2 separate regions of the Anas platyrhynchos genome follow, and region 1 is linked to region 2. The links are chromatin contacts, called in public Hi-C maps. All regions are on one chromosome and are shown on one strand. Each heading gives the region's core, a stretch centred on a gene start, on an enhancer-like site or on the middle of the called end of the contact. The rest is flanking DNA. Distances are from core to core; before and after follow the strand shown.

Region 1 (3,023 bases), core at 353-2,852, 33 kb before region 2:
ACCCAGAACACATAAAAGCCTGCTTCTGAATATATGATCTCTCTCTTCTCTAGAGTTCAATGCAAGTTTTTGGTTTAGAAGCCAAATCCTTAAAAGTTATCTAACTATAGCTCCCCTTCCTCCGTCAATGAATGCTTACCCAGCAGTAGATCATGAACGTACCTGTACTCTTCCTCTTCTTTGGAGTTCTTTTTGGGTTGATATTTCTTCGAAAGGTTCCTAAAATTAAAAACATATACAAAGTTAAATTTTAAATACCCTTTAAAATAAGTGGATAGTCTTTGCATGCACACAGTGGCACTTCAGTTTTTATTTGCACTGGCTAGGTATCTACCTTATCAGAAGTATGATCACAAAAGAAGGGGCCCCATTGTGCTTCCCTCTGCGTAACTGCAATGAATTAACAGGCTCTGAACCCAAGAAGTTCATAATTTAAAATCATAATGTCAATACACAATGCACTTGAGTCCTGGTTCTGCTGATGCACATCCCCTTTGCCCGAAAGAAACTTTTATAACCCTTTTCCTGGCCCTCAGACACACAGAGAAGCTGTAAGAAGTCCCCCCAGTAGAAGGTGCTATTCCACACACAAAGGCAGGCAGCTCACGGAAGTGCGATTTGCTGCAGGAGATGATTCTGACCCAGCAAGTTTGCCTGTCTTTTGTGGGATGCTTCCAAGGAAGAGAAACAATCCTGGTAAAGCTCTGGGAAGCTGCACTGAGATGATACAAATGGGATAATTCTGTGATCGTTAACTGATGCTGGCAGAAATGTGAAATTTGATTATTCCAATTAGCACAGACGATTACATCTCATTACTACATATGCACCTAATGATTTCATTTGAAAATATTGATATCCTTCTCCAGTGATCTTATCTCGAGCAAGGAAGTTGAACCTATCTTGGTTAGCACACCTGAGTTGTTCTATAGCTTTCATTTTTCCTGAAAAAGATGACTGCAAACCCCTAGCCAGCAGCAAATCTAGGATTTACAGGACACATGCTGTCCACCACTCAGTGCACCTTGCTGATGCTTAAAACCCAGGATGATGATGCATATTTGGACTGTAGCACAATGTAACACCATACATGATGCAAACCAGGGAGCTGCCACATCTTGCTTAGCAATTAAAACCTTTTCAGGGCTGCAGCACTGTGGTGTCTTGCATTTTAAACTCAGCCTTGTTACTCTATGCCTTCCTGCAGCCTCTGTTACCCTACAGTTAAATAGAAACCACTTGGGTTAACTTTACAGATTGTTTATCCACTGATTCCAAGTAACATTTCAGTGGTACTGATGCAATCATTGACAAAAGAACTACTAAAATTCATTGGCCTATCTATGCTATTTTTTTTGAGAATTCCCAGAATTAAGTCTTTTCTTTCTGAAAAAGCGGTTTCTTTTCAAGTAGGTGTAACCCAATCCTTGCTGCATGCTGGTTTTACTGCTAACTGGGAGACAGCAGAGCCTCTTGCCTCACTTTTCTTACTCATTTTGTTTTCCCTAAGGAATTAAGTAGCATCAGCACCAACGGAGTTCTAGCCAGAGCCCTGGCAGACTTGGACAGCCATAGACTTGGACAGTTCCTCAAAATGTAAGTATCCCTCCTGGGCGGCCCCCAGATAAACATCTCCATTCCAGCCTCTGCCTTCTCTGAAAAGAGGATGCTCTGGAACAATGAACTTTTCTCTAGTTCTGCACACAGCAGTTTCCACCAAATATCAGCACAGCAACAATTCTGCAAACTGTTCTGCCTGATTACGTGTGGATAGGAATGCCTCCACACACCTGCTTGAAGAAGAAAGAAAAAAAAAAACAGAAGGAAACACATTGAAGACTAAACTAATAAGGCATTTTCATACTCAGGATGGACATCTCCCTACTATCATGCTGCCCAAGTAATTCTGACATACAAGGCTACAGTCTACTGAACCTCTAGAGGTACAGAAATGCTACTGGGTCAGGGTAAAACAACAGCAGACAGTACGCTTTCACAGAAAACGGATTTAGAAAATATATAATAAGGAACATAGAAAATAATAAAATGTTTAACCCAGTTACTAATCCCTATAATGCACTTATAAAAATGTACATGTATATCATATTTAACAGGGTTTTTTGATTTCTGTCTCCTCTTTGTTAATCAAAAAAGTATATAGGGTTTTAACCATGACGCCCACAAAAAAAAACAGAAGTGATACAGAATCCAGAAGTGATACTTCATCCAGTAAGAGCCAATCTGACTCTCACATGTTGAAATTCAGCACCCAATTATGCAGTGTCAGGAGCAAAATATTGGCACTTCTCAGGTTCAAGCTTGAAAAGCAATGACACCTGCAAATCTAACAGCGATTAAAGCAGCAACTAACGCATAAAAACAAAAGATCAGCAATAAAATAGCAATTCTAAAAAGATTCTATGCTAGCCTGTGCACCTGCCTCTGATTCACGTTTGTTTGCCTTTCCCTCTGCATCATTTTTATGCCTTTCTAGCTTGTTTCTGTGCTCCCTCATTTTCACTTCTGACACCTCATTCTTTCACACAATTATCCATCAGAGGCTCGTGATTCTCAGAGTAATAGCTTTGGATAGCCTTCTCTCTGACCATCTCCCACTTTGCTTTAACATTTTGTTTGCTTATTTATTTTCATGATTATGCTCTTCATGCCTAAAATTCATCACCCTTAGAAATTCAGTGGGTCAAGGGTGTGATTCTTTGTAAGACAGACTTGCTCACACAGGTAATCTGCTGGGGTTTCCCAGTCTACTCATGCTCTCTTCCACCTCACTCTGCCTCTGTAACTCAATCTCTTCTCATCTCCATAGGATGTGAGCAATTTGTTCCTGCACAACTTATATTTTCTATTTCCTGCTCGTCTATATAGCAGAAACTCTGGGAAATCCTTGTGGCATTCCCCTGAGAAAGCACATAACCGTGAAGGCAGGGCTTTATCAGGTACCAGCCTCTAGCAAATAATAAGCCACTGCCCATCTCAAAAGCCATTCAAACTAAAGCATCAAA
Region 2 (3,035 bases), core at 478-2,977:
CCATGAACAGAAAGGACTATTTATAAGCACTTCTCTGCTTGTTCACATACAGAAACCTCTCGGTATCGCTTGCACTCTTTAAGAATACAAGAATAGCTACTAAACCCATCTTGAAAACTCAAAATTTATTTTTCTGTGTCAAAACTGTTACGCTGGCTCATTACTTTAATTCCATTCAAACTGTTTAATCTCCCCCAAAGCATCCAAGATGCAGAAGGCAACTGCAGGTTTTCCCATCAACGTGCCCATGCAGCAGAGCTGTTTAAATACTGATCAATCACAGCAGCATCGTTCCAGCATTTCATCGGTACACATCACCTCTTACTCCGGAATACACGAGCATACCACAGCCACCCCTCAGCGAGCATTTGCCCCCTAATTTATTATCTAGATCTAATCAGATCTAGCTGTATCATGACCACAATGTCACGGCAAGATGAGATGCTCACCGAACAGAGCAGTAACGCATCCCGGAAGGATGGCATTCAGCACGTATAAAAGAACCATTCCTCCACGGAGATGGTTTTAAAGCTTTGATGTGCTTACATCTGAACTTACACCGATTGCCAGGCACAAGGAGACGAACACAGGAGCAAAACGCTGCAGCGCCCTGCAATCCAGATGACGCCCCAGCACTCATTTATGACTCCTCGTTGCAAACAGCATTCCCGTGCCCCCCAAGAAGCCCACCCCAAGGAGCCCCCAGAGCCTGGAGGGCTGCTCGCATGCCTGCTGCCCACCGCCACAGCCCTCGCTACCAGGTTTTGCTCCCGGCTCCCCCCTCACGCTGCCAAACATGGCTGCATCGCCTCCTCTTTGTGGCTGGCTCTGCCTTTCCCCTTCGCCTTCTCAAACTTCTCCTACCTGCCTCCCCTGGTGATCTCCGAGCGGGGCCTGATGAAGATCCCCACTGGCCTTCTACTCGCCTTTACCAGCTCCGCTTTTCCCAGCGGGGGCTCGGCGTGAACCAGAGGCATTCCGCTTCCCACTTCTTCAACCAAGGAGCCTCTGAGCCCCAGCCGTGCCTGCTCACACCCCTGAAGCAACCCCTACAGCCCCCATAGCCCCCCTCATCTCCTATACACCCCCTCACCCCCACCCCACAACCCCCTCCCCACACCAGCTCCTCACCTACCACCCCCTCCCCAGCCCCCCTCTCACCATACCCCTCACAAACCTCTACCTGAGATCCCCCCTACCCCAAATACCGCATTCTGGTGAGGGCTGCAGCTGCTTTTTCACTTATTTTTCCACACGGTCCTCACCCCACGGGGATCTCCCCACACGAGAAAAGTTTCCACGAAGGGGTGGGGGGGGAAACGAGCCCCCCACCACAACCCCCTTCATCTCCTTACCCCTCACCACAACCCCTCTCATCCCCTTACCCCTCACCCTAGTCTTTTGACACCCCTCACCCCTCAGAAGAGCCCCGGGGGCCGCATTTTCCCCTCAGCACGGACCGTTACAGCCCCCCCCTCACTCACCCACAGCTCCGTGCCCCAGCTCATGGCTCCGCTGAGGTAAAAGGGGGGCCGCCGGGGATCTCGGCGCCCACTTCTTTAGGTTTCCTCCCTTCTGCCTTTTCCCTCTCTGTCCCCCCTCAGGGCTCTCGGTGCCCTCGGCGGAGGCGAGGAGCGGGCAGGGCCGGGCGCTGCTTCACCGCCGCTCCCGCCTCATCGCGCCGCAAAATGGCCCGGGCGGAGCGGGGCGGGGAGGGGAGGGGGGGGGTGGAGGAGGGAGGGAGGGAGGCGGGAGGGGGGCGCTTGACAGCTCGGCCGCACTGCGCAGGCGCGGCCGGGTGGGTGTGTGGGGAGGGGGGGGAGATGCGCGCACCGCGCAGGCGCACAGGCTGCGCGCCCCCGTGCCTGAGGGGGGCGGCGGGAACGCGCACCCCCCCCCCCCCCCTCCTCAAGTGCCTCAGCGCCTCTTTCCTCACTCCCCCCCTCGTGTTATTTTTATTATTTAGGCGTTATTTCTGTTTGTGTGATTGGGATGCGGGCATCCATCCCCCCCCACGTCGAGTAAAGCAGCCCCTTCAGGCAGGTTCTGCCCAAACCCAGCCCCACGCCCCAAAACCGACCCAAATCCACAAATATTAAGCCCGCCATCTGCCACCAGTGTGCTCAGCCTGCGAGCACAAAAATAATCAAATTATCTGCTTTCGCATAAACGCGGGTTGTTGTAGCAATTATGCTGGCCTTGCAGAAAACGGCTCATTTCCTCGCCGGAGAAATAAGATTTATTTTGTGCTCGTCTTCCTTTGTAACAACATTTGTTTGAGCTGTGCCACACATAATCGGATTTTACATTTTTTGCTGTTCAGCTACGAGAGATGTAAACAGGGCTTTAGATTGCTGTTTTATATTTATTGCCGCATCCGTTCATCAAAGATTTCCAGAGTGGGTACAGAAGGGAAGCACGTCTGTTCACCTGAGAGGTGTCTGCCTCCAGAGGGCCGGGATCTTTTGATGAAGGAGATAAAAATTGACCAGCTGCTGCAGGTTTTATCTCCTTTAGATCAGCGCACTTCTCCTTTCACTAGCTGGCACTCGGATATTAACTGACATCAGAAAGAATAAGAAAATAATTTAAGTGATTCCAACGTTTAGAACAACAATGAAGACAAGTTTTTATGCATATAATGGAACTGCATTTATATTTTTCCCTAGTTAGTTCAATTGGTTTGAACTTAAAAGTAGACTGCTGCTCCTCACACAGCTGTCTTTGAAGGGATGCAGAGAGCAGGCATCACTTTTATTCACCATTAAAAGTTATTACTTTTAAGAACTGACTTCATAACAACTGAGAGACACACTCTTCAACTCATTTTACAGAGTAATTCTTCCTGCTATTGCCAACATATTTAAATATTTGTGTCTGCCATGCTGCCTAAAGCACAACCGCCGTCTTCCAAGGGCTTGTCCTTCCACGCACTCTCAGAAAAGGGGTGCCAAATCCTGCTGTCCTTCCTTAGGCTTATGTCCACCCAGAACACATCACAAAACCAGACTCACGGCTTTAGGAGAGCTTAATCT

The links. Hi-C and Micro-C count contacts between places; a contact is called where the count stands out from the background.
Region 1: a Hi-C map of subcutaneous adipose tissue shows a contact between it and region 2, with 2.9 times the contacts expected there. The contact joins the enhancer-like site here to the promoter of FNBP1 in region 2. A contact is called at or near these places in 2 of 8 Hi-C or Micro-C datasets (skeletal muscle and subcutaneous adipose tissue).

Annotation. Positions count from the first base shown.
Region 1 is chr18:10,488,635-10,491,657 of IASCAAS_PekinDuck_T2T, reverse strand. It overlaps FNBP1 (formin binding protein 1), which reads right to left. Exons shown (of 16, transcript XM_072025174.1): 3 at 163-219. Among named protein-coding and RNA genes, the nearest start is that of FNBP1, 33 kb to the right of the region's middle. Within about 2 kb of position 1,602, at least 1 of the 8 cell types and tissues checked has an H3K27ac peak or open chromatin away from gene starts, as enhancers often do. A contact at or near this core is called in subcutaneous adipose tissue, where this site is marked.
Region 2 is chr18:10,455,517-10,458,551 of IASCAAS_PekinDuck_T2T, reverse strand. It overlaps FNBP1 (formin binding protein 1), which reads right to left and starts at 1,727. Exons shown (of 16, transcript XM_072025174.1): 1 at 1,485-1,727. The coding sequence starts at 1,508. It overlaps LOC110351605 (a long non-coding RNA gene), which reads right to left. Exons shown (of 2, transcript XR_002399242.4): 2 at 2,169-3,035.